2 separate regions of the Anas platyrhynchos genome follow, and region 2 is linked to region 1. Evidence: chromatin contacts called from public Hi-C data. All regions are on one chromosome and are shown on one strand. Each heading gives the region's core, a stretch centred on a gene start, on an enhancer-like site or on the middle of the called end of the contact. The rest is flanking DNA. Distances are from core to core; before and after follow the strand shown.

Region 1 (5,118 bases), core at 653-3,152:
ATTAATACTAGAATAACACATACTTTGATACTGACAGATTTGGTCTAAATCTATATTGTCACTTACTTGCATGTCTGGACCAAGTTCTTTTTTCCTCCATCAGAAGATAAAGCCAGTAGGAATTAACTGGATTTCATAAGACAGACTCATCTGAGCATGGCAAATATGGATGTCTACTATGATGTTTGTTTGGCTTTTTTTTCCATAATATTGTGCTACTCCACTTCCCTGTCTGGGACTGTACAAGTGCCCACCTGCAGACAAAGAACCAAGTCAGATGGTGCAAGGAGACACTGAGAAAATCTGAGCAAACAGTGTGGGACAACGACACAGGCATGCACTGAAGCTTTGAAAGGGCTGAACTCCACTTCAGAGCATTTAGACTAACAGTAGCTGATACCCTAAAAGCATGCTTTCCACAGCTGTGAAGGGTACCAGCTCATAGATTTTTGAATACTCCAAACAGGTGCCCCTGAGGGGTGTGCTTAACTCAGTTCCTATGTAACCTGAAGGTGAATTCACCTATGCTGAGATAAAAGCTAAATGTCCCAACATCTAAGAGTCCTGCTCTATGTAGACAGCTTCAGAGAAGTTTGCTGATCAAACATTTTGCTTCCCTTTTCTCTTTCAGATTGCCTGCATCTTCACATCTCTTCATGAATTCTTTGCTTCTCAAGAATCTTATCTGATCTCTGCACTTTGAGGTTTTTTGCTGGTCTGGAAAGACCTTCTTGTACATCAGTAAGGGAACTGGATAAGTCTTATGTATTTATTATAAAACTAAAGGAGGGTGGTAGGGGCTCTGGAACCAAATCAGAGGCTGGTTATATGTGGAGCTGTGCTGCCTGTTCAGTGTGTGCTATCACTGTGCTGTTGATTGACAGCTGACTTAAGCCTACAGAGCTGTCAAGTCAGCCTCTTCCTGAACGCTGAATTTGCACATAGCAGAGATGAGGGATATATGCTCAAAGAAAACTTCCTGAGGAGAACGCTCCTAGTGATACCAAAAAAAAAAAAAAAAAAAAAGAAGAATTTCACTAGCTTGCTTTAATTATGGGATTTTCAGGGTTGCTGAGGGGCATGAGAACCTCTCCTACTGAAAGAAGCCAAGTGGACACTGCCTCAGCTCAAAACCTGCTACACTTTCATGGCCATTTTGGATTGTTAGCTTTATCCATCACCTACAGAATGTCACTTGGTGATAGACAGTCACTTGTCCTTAGTAAGCACAGAGGGAAAGATGTCCTGGCAGAGGCAGTATGTACCTGAGCCAGGTACAGCCAGTGTCACATCCTCCACGAGCCATCCTCCCTGACCTTCCTGGTCTGAGGCACACTGCAGGAACCAGAACCTGGACTGGTCTTCTCACTAGCAGCTCATGGCTGTGGGCTTAAAAAGTGGTCCAAAAACTGAGAAAAATGGACAGAGCAGAAAGATCAAACTAAAACCCAGCACAGCAGTTGCAGAAGGCTTTTATGAAGAACCCTGCAAAGGCAGGGGCATCCCTTCCTTCCGAGCCACGTCTCGTCGGCTGAGCTCATGCCCTAAACCAAAGGCAGGGAGAAGTGCTTCTGCCAGCCGGAGCACAGCGGCTCCCATTGCCCTCCTTGTCCTTTACCACCCTCCAACTCTTCACACTCCGCTTTTCTGCCTTTAGCCCGGGCCTCCCCACAGCAGGTGGCCAGGAATTTTCTCAGGAGCGAGGACAGTTTTGTTTGGGACTCTGGGGATGGAAGGACCGAGTCTGTGGCAACCGGGAGAGAAACCGAGGGGTCGCCAATGCCTGGAGGAGCCCGCGCTCCCCTCCCGTTTCCCTCCCTTTTCCCCCGTCCCCTCAGGGCGCCGCGCGCCCCCGCCGCTCCCTCCCAGCGGCGCCCCCTGGCGGCCCCGCGGCCCCTCGCCAGCCGCCGCCGCCCTCGCCTCGCCGCGCCGCCCCTTTGTTCTCCTTCCCTCGCTCCCTCCTTCCCTCCGCCCGCGGCTCTCGCCCTCCCCCGGCTCTCTTCCAGCCCTCCCCCGGCCCCTGCCCGCGGTCTCTCCCGCACCGGCTGCGGGAGAGGGCGATCATGGCTGCTGCTGCCGCCGCCGCCGGTGTCGCCGCCGCCGCCGGCCTCCGGCTGAGGTGATGCCCGCGATGGAGCCGCCGAGCCTGCTGCCGTTCCTGCGGAAGCTCAAGGAGGTTTTCGACGTGTGCGACGAGGATGCGGACGGCTTCATCCGGGTGGAGCACTTCGTGGCCCTGGGGCTGCAGTTCGGCCAAGGGGAGGAGGTGAGGAGGAGGAGGATGGGGATGGGGGGTGCCAGGATTTCGCCCGGCTCGGCTCGGCCCGGCCCCGTTCACCTGCTGCTCCCACCGCGCTCTGCCCCGCCGGCCCCCCCTCAGCTCCCCGCCTTCCCTCAGGGCGGCTCGGACCTGCCCCGACCCTTTTGGAGCCCCTCGGGGCGTCCCGGGCTCCCCCCGTCCCTCAGAGGGGTCCCGCAGCCTCCCCCCGGGGGGTCCCGGAGCCCCCGTCCCTCAGGGCAGGCCGGAGTCCCGGCTCCCTCAGGGGGTCCCGGAGCCACCCGGCCTTGATGTTTCCCCCCCAACCCCGCCTCAGGGCCGTCCCGGCGGGGCTACGGAGCCTTTCAGGGAGGTGTTTGCGAGCTGGGGGCTGCTCCGTGCCGGCTGAGCACGGTCCTGAGCGGGGAACGGGCACGGAGCGAGCCGCAGCTCCGGGCGGTGCCAGGCCCTCAGGCCGCCCGCAGCGGCGGGGGCATCAGTGGGGCGCGGGGCATCCACACAAGGAGCGGCCCAGGAGCAGAGCAGAGCCCCCAGGAGCAGCCCTGAGGCACCGAGTGGAGCCCCCAGGTGATCCACCCAGCCCTCTGGTATCCCACCGCCAGCCCCAAGCTGCTCCAAGGGGCTCAGTGGAGCCCTAATGACAGCAGGACCCTGTAAATCCGTGAGAGCGGGGTTCGGACCCGTATCTGGGGGGTAATGACGTGTGTTTGATATTAAACAATTCCTTTAGGTGATTCAGTAAAGGGTTGCAGCTCTGATCAAACTAACCAAGCAAGAAACGCTTTCCCTCTCAGACCTCTCGGGCTATTGCGCTTAACTGATGCTTCACAACGCGCCCCCGGCAGGTTTGGGGCTGGGGAGTGGAGCTGGGACTGGGAAAAGGCTCGGCTGCTCTCAGCTGGCCTTTTAAAGGATAATAAAACAAATTAACGGAAGGAGCCTCTAAAAAAGGAGTTTGGGAAGGGATGCCAAAGGGGCAGCAAAACCACAGTGAATTCACATTAATTGTCGGAGCAAATTACTCATTTTTGGCTTACTGCTGGTAATGAAACAGCTTGTGAATGAAATCAGAAGAGCAGGAGGAGGCTCATTGCTTGCAGGTAGTCATTGGTCTGTTAAACGTTTTCTTAATGAGAAACTAGAGTTTCTTGTTTTAACCAGCAAAATGATGAGGAGAAATGCATAAAAGTAGAGAGCTTTATTGATTTCTAGTTTTATTTGGCTCTTGGTAAGTTGTATAATTTTATATAAGCTAATAGAAGTATTTCTAAATGGTATTGCCAAATGCATTGCATCAGGATTGCTTCTTGCAGTGCTGCGTTTATTTGGAGGCAAATTGGTGGTTTTCTCTTGCAGCGCAGAGGAAGATTAGTTTGATTCCACAGGCTGTTTTGCAGCAGAATGGCTTTGACGATCACAACAATCCTTTTTGGTCTTAGAAATCTATAAGGTTATGGAAGGTTCTGTGTGATGTAAGGGAGAATTCAGGTGGTGCTCTCAAGCTTTGAGTAAATTGGAGTATATTAGTTGGCAAATATTTAAAATATGAAATGGAACAGAATAGACGACAAAACCGGTAATCTCAACAGTGAAGGCGGTAGAAAAGTATCGGTTGTCAGCATGGTATCGAGGCTGCAGGAGGGGCTGGCTTCCTGGGCAGGCACTAGAGGAATTACCAGTGGGGAGCAACGCATCCTTTTTTATTTTATGCAGTTGTAGTTGGCAGTGTTCAAACAAGGTATGTGCAAAAGTGGGACACAGAATTCTTAACTATGCATCTGTCAGAGATATAACCCTTTGTTCCCCTTTGCTTCTCTGCATTGATTGTAGTCGTTGGCTGGCAGTCCCTTGATTTCAAAGGAGCGTGTATCAGCTGAGTAATTGTGATTAGTAAATCACCGAAAGAGGCTTGTTAGGGAAATACAGAATCAATTTTCCAAGTGCACATTTACTGCAGAAAGATTAGAGCAGGTGAGCCGGTCTGTCTTTGAGCCTTGTTAAAACTGAACTTTATGTATGATGAATCGCAGCTGATGTCTGGAGACACTGAGAAGCTGTTCTCCCATATAACATGGCACTTTCACCCCCGCAGCTGCAGGAACCTAATAAGCTGTGTGTGGTAATGCAGCTCATGAAATTAAGCTGAAGAGACACTGCTCGAGCACTCTCCTTTAACACACTAAAATGTGTTTATTGTCACTGAAAACCAATTATACATTTGAACGTGCTATGCTTCTTGGGCCTGATCCACCATGGCTTCCTTTGCATTCAAAAGAAATCGTTCTGTTGGCATCAGTGAAAGATTGATTGGCCCTCATGTCTAAGTTATTTGCTGCTTCTATTTATTGAATTAATCTGGCCACAGAGAGGATCCCGTTTTGTAATTTTGTGGCCTGAATAATTGTGACTCTTACCCCTGGTAGCCTTGGGTCACGTTTATGAAATGAGACAGTATCTGTGCTGTCAGCTGTGCCGTCCTGATGCATGCAGGTTTCCACCTCTTCTCTACCTTCCTGCAGCCACAGCAGTGCAAAGTTTGGAGTCTATAAATTCTTAATACCAACCAGGGCGTGTGGGGCTTGGACTGTGTAGGGTGTTTGACTTTTTCTGATTTTTCTTGTTCTTTCCATTTCCTTTTTCTTCATTTTTTTTTTTTCTTCTGGACATGTGTGCAGTCAACATGCTGAAATTTATTTTTCCTGAAAGATCTACAACTCTCTGAAAACTGCCCCAAGGCAAAATGTTGCAGCAAGGCAGCAGCTTCCTGTTCAAGTAAAGCAGCCCTTACCTGCACCATCAGAATAGCAAATTTAAAAATTTCTTATCAAATTCCTTGCTAT
Region 2 (5,280 bases), core at 1,740-4,239, 46 kb after region 1:
CTTACAGAACACCAAACAAACAAACAAAAACCCACCAAACCCTGACAAATAAAGAGCGAGCTCCCCCTGCTGACCTTGGAGTTGCAGCTCACATAGATGAGAGGGTAAAATGTGAATACAAATTCATGCAGAATTAAAAGATAAAGGCAAACATATTCCAACTTCATTGCTTATTTAAACCATGAAAACAACGCTAACCACTGTGCAGTAGTTGAAGGGCAATGGTTTTCATAAGGGGAGAGGCTGAGCCATGCCAGCACAGAGCATTTCTGCAATAATGAATTTTCATGCTTTAGCAGAATCACTGTGGGTTTTTTATTTTATTTTTTCCCAAATGAAACTATACAGCTTATTGTTCCTCCGGAGGAAAAGTGCTTTCCCCATCTTCTAGATGTTATAAGGGCTTTAAAGTTATGACCTGTTGTAATATTAAAAAAAAAGCTGAGGTGTAGGAGCTCTTCATGTTCATTAACTCTGGGAGAAGCACAGTTGTGAATTTCTACCCTTCCCCACCTTCATCAACAGCAACCTTTGAGTCTTCAAAATAGTAACACAAAATGTTAAGTGCCTTCAAAAATCCATCTGTGTGCTTTCTTGGATCTTTAATTACTGCAGTTGGCTGGAAAACTTCTAGAAGCAGTCCCAGTGTGAGTAGCTAAGCTGTCTTTTTTTTTCTTCTGTAAAAAGTAGTTATTTTCTCCATAAGGTCTTAGCAATTTTGATGAAATTCCCAGGAATACAGAATTGCCCAAAGCTTCAAAGAAATGCTAAAAAAAAAAAAAAAAAAAAAAAAAAAGGTGAAGTGGGCTGCTTTGTTAGCTCCCACTGTGGCAGGTTATCAGTACTGTGAAAATAATGTACTATGAAATTTAATGTTTTTTCAAAAGAAAGTTTTCCAGAGCGGAATATTTCTGGCCTTCTGTTGCACTTGTGACTTTTTTTTTAAATTTGCTTTTATATTTTCATTTAGCTGCTCCAAACAAACATTTTCTGCAGAACCAGTGCTGAGTTTTGATTATCTCTCTTAACTTAATTTGCAGTCCCGTAGCTGAGAATAGGATTGCATCAGCTTTGCCCCAAAGATCCAACAGAGAACTTGAGATGGATGTGTTGCACTTGTACAAGAGGAGTTTACCTTTATTTGCTGGACACCAGTGTTTGCAATACCTACCAGTTCTAAGGAGCAGAAGAGCTGTGCTACCACAAGAATTTCATTCAGTAAAGCACAGCAGAAAACATCAAAGTCTTCATGAGCCCGTTTAGGCTTATAGCTGTAGATCTCAAACTTCGCAACGCACCATAGCTGGAGAGGATTTGATGAGTCTGTGTGTTCTTAATAAGGATGTCTTACAAACGGGAGCGGTATTTGGGCTGGCTCTAGGGAGAAGGACTGTCCAGGTAAATGTGGAGAGCTGAGCTCTCCTTTTGTGAGTCAGGCTAAAACTCTTTAATGAGCTGAACTTCGTTGCTCTTAAAAGTACGTCGGAGTTTGCTAAGACTCAACTAAATTTTACTAAATATAGCCTGAGATCATAAACAAGTCTAAAACACCATTAAAGATCCAAGGGTAGATGAAGTAAAAAAGCTATTGGTCTCAGGAAAAATGCCAAGAACCAACTTTATTCAATTAGGTAGCCAGATTTGATTTCCCATAGTATTAAAGTTGTTTAATTGCCCGTGAAAATTGCCTGACACAGCATGGGTTAATTCTCCTTCTTGGAACATTTGCAGGAAACCACTTTGCTGCAGTTGTGTTTATTTGCAGCCAGAGTGTCTGTTTGCAAATTAACTGTCTGCTAGAGTGTGAAAAACATTTTTTTAAATGAAACTGAAGGTAAATATCTAAAAATATGTGGTAAGGGAAGTCATGTCTGGCATCCTGAGCAAACAGAAAATGTTAAAGGTTCACGTCCTCCCCTTCAGTGACTTGGAAAACACTTGCATCATCTTTGCTTAGGGTTAAAGATGAGCCTGTCCTGCCTCTGTGAGAGCCAGCACTGCCTTTTGTGAGGTTACTAGCATTAGTTTGGTATTTTCCAGAAGTACTTGTGTTTTCACAAAAGGAGAGGATAAATGATCTAGTGGTTATGATGCTTAGATTTCTTGTTCTGCAGCGTCTTCCTCTTACCAGAGTGCGGGCAGTTGTCTTTTTACTTCAGTTTGCCCCTGCAAATAATTGCCAGATTGCAGGTTGTTCCCCACTGCAGTTCTGGCCAAAGGCACCGTGTACACTTCTGCTTTTGGCATACTTTGGATAAATGTGTTTTTAACTTCAGTAATTTTGACAGAATCAGATTAGAGAGTGACCCAGTGCTTTGGTGAATGAGAAGTGACACACGCCGCTGTCTTGAGCAGTCTTTTGACGGACACAAGAGCAGCCGGCTCTGTGCTGGCTCACCGTGTGTCTCTAGCCAAAGAAACTTCAGCAGCCTCACCACTCTCCTGTGGTTTGGTAACTGAGTTCCTCCTCCAGATATGAGGTTGCTCCTAAACTCTGTCACCCTGCACAGTGATTTATACAATGCACGGCCCTGCAGGAGTGTTCTCCACAGAGGGCATCCTTTTGCACAGCTGTAGAAAATATAGAAGGACTTGAAACCACCCTTGGGTTAGCTCTTCGCCTCCATTCGCTGCCTCACTGACTGCAGTGGAGCTGGGTCTCCTTGCCAAATGTTGCCCAGAAATGTGAATGAGGAGATTTTCCCAGCCATAACAAGGGCGAGAGCACACTGAGCACGTTAAAATCTTGTGATACAAGTAGGCATTCAAATGAAATATCTCTAAACAGCCATAGAAGTGGCTTTCAGTTTTATTGTTTCCTGGAAAATGAAATTATAGCAACAATGGGACAGCTCAGTGCAGGAGGTCCTTAAAGTAGCCAGGAAGTATCCGTTCATGTATTTGCAGTGGGTTATTTATGGACAGACTAGCCTTGGGTGCATACTGCTGCATGGCTTGAAATACTGATCATGGCAGTTCTGCAAGCCCGGGCAAAAATGTTTGTCCTCAAGACAGATACTGGCAGAAAGCACCCTGTGTGCCTGACCAGACAGCTCCCTATACAAGCTGCTGTCCAATGCCTTCGTGTTTCCACACTGAGATGTGCCAGAGTAAACCTTGTTTTTTTTCCTGTTTCCTTTCTGGACTGTGACACTTTCATTTTGCTCACTGGCATTTCCCAGGCTGCAAGCCAAAATATGTTCAGGTAATAAGAAGACATGTGAACAGTATTTGAGACACTGCAGGTTAATTCAGTTCCCTTCTTATGGTATGCCCCTTGCGTAAACCTCTTGGAGTACTTGCAAAATTCAAATCATCCTCCAGATATGGGAAACAAAAGGTGAGATGTGTTAGCAGTGTTGCAAAAAAACACTGGACAAGAAAGGCTTCTTTACCAACTGCGTGCCAAAACCCAACGTCCTGGTGGTAGGGGCTGGGCCCTGGGGAAAGAGCAGCACCACAGCCCTCCATTGTTAGGGGTGACAGTTTGTGTCTTGATAGGGAAAATGAGCAACGAAACATTTATTTGTTACTAAACCTAGTTCTTAAGTGGGGTGAAAACGGTGGCACAATCCTAAGCTTCTTGCAGCCATTGGCATCTTTCCATGGTTTGCTGGATGGTGGATGAGGTCCAGCAAGGTGGCAGCAGTGTGTTTGAGTAACCCTGAAGGAGAATGGCCTCTCAGCAGTTTCTTTTCTTCTTCTCCTTTTGCCGGGTGTAATAACATGCAAATCTTCCCAGCAGGATGAGGGGATCCAAGCTGCCACGCCAGCACATTAATTGCACTCAGCAAATGTCTCCCACGGGGGACGCTGGTTGCTGCACGCTCAAACGTCTTCCCAACAAAAAGTCACCTCTGCAGGAGGAGGTGGTCTCAGGTGAACCTGAGTCTGTCCTGACTCTGTCAGTTGCATTGGAAATTTGGTCTGTGATTTCAATAAAAGGAAGATTTGGCTCCGTTTGCCAAATGGAGCTCTTCAGCTCGGTAAACAAATTGGATTAAGTGCCTGGTGATGTTCTGGAAATGGCTCAAATGCTTGATTGGCTTCTGCGGTTCTGGCCCAGGACACGAAAGCCTGTGCCAGATGGCTCTCTGAAGAAGTGGCTAGGGCTGCCCCAAGTAGGTTAGGTATGGAGGAGACGGTGCTTTTTCTCCTGTGTTTTTTTCTGAGTAAATTATAGGTTTGAATTTAAATGGTCAAGGGCTATCATGAAGAGATGGACCTTAATGGTCAAGGAAAATGAGTAACTGTGATCAGGAAAAATCTCAGATAAGAACTGGGCAGCAAAGAGGGGACACAGAAGACCTTGCAGCTAAACTCCAGATTAGAGAGGTTTAAGATGCCCCTTGGTTTTGGTAGTTAAATCCCTCTTGCACCTTTGAAAACCTTTGAAAGCCTTTGTAACTTTTGCCCACCAAAGAAAAAGGTTGGGGAAGGTGGTACGCTTATCTAACAGGCTTAAGCAAAGGCTGACAGCTTAGAAGTCTTTAGCTAGAAGCACTGTTAGTACAGCTGAAATAGGAAAAATAAGGCCTAACCTTATAGCTGAAGATATAGCTGGGAATTTTTAGAACTGTGTAAACACGTCTCCTTCATTACACAAATCTACATCCACTGCTGTGTAGCACTTGGCATTTATTTTCCTTTTTGCTGGAGATAACTCACTTTAACGAGTACGTGCTCCATATCATGCAGAGAGCATTTAGCAGAGCAAGCAGTCCGTACATGTAAAGACTGTCACAGTGGGTGCTGGCATGAGGTAGTTTGATGAGTAATAAGTTTTTGTTATAAATGTCAAAAGGTACAAATAGTAAATTGAATTCTCTGTAAGAGGACTAGAAAGTGCCCTTAGTCAAGCACAGGCTGACAAACATAATGCTAAAGCCGGGAGAAAGAAATGGACCATGGGCAAGTGGGAAATGTGACAGCCACAGGCATGCCAAGTTATGTAGAAAGATGCTGTCTCAAGGCAAAAACGTTTAATATTTTGCCTCTTTTCAGAAGGTAAATAACCTCTTTGGATTGTTATTCCCATGTGAGCTCCTCTTTGGGAAGCGACAGCAACACAATTCTTGCTTGCTGACTTCTCCAGAAAAGTAAAAAAAAAGCACACCACGTCACTGGCTTCATCCACCTGGTGGTGCCTCTGGCATACATCTGTGGGTAGGAGACAGGAAAACACATCGACCCCAATGTTGGGCATCCTCCATCCTGTCACCTTCCCTGTTAGGTACTCACTTCTTCTGTAAGGGACTCCCCTCCATAACCACAAGGTAT

The links. A called contact is a pair of places that touch in the nucleus more often than the background predicts.
Region 2: a Hi-C map of F1 follicle shows a contact between it and region 1, with 3 times the contacts expected there. The contact joins the enhancer-like site here to the promoter of RAB11FIP4 in region 1. A contact is called at or near these places in 2 of 8 Hi-C or Micro-C datasets (F1 follicle and liver).

Annotation. Positions count from the first base shown.
Region 1 is chr19:5,952,923-5,958,040 of IASCAAS_PekinDuck_T2T, forward strand. It overlaps RAB11FIP4 (RAB11 family interacting protein 4), which reads left to right and starts at 1,903. Exons shown (of 14, transcript XM_027471624.3): 1 at 1,903-2,266. The coding sequence starts at 2,123.
Region 2 is chr19:5,997,497-6,002,776 of IASCAAS_PekinDuck_T2T, forward strand. The region is part of intron 2 of RAB11FIP4 (RAB11 family interacting protein 4); the gene reads left to right. Among named protein-coding and RNA genes, the nearest start is that of RAB11FIP4, 45 kb to the left of the region's middle. Within about 2 kb of position 2,990, at least 2 of the 8 cell types and tissues checked have an H3K27ac peak or open chromatin away from gene starts, as enhancers often do. A contact at or near this core is called in F1 follicle, where this site is marked.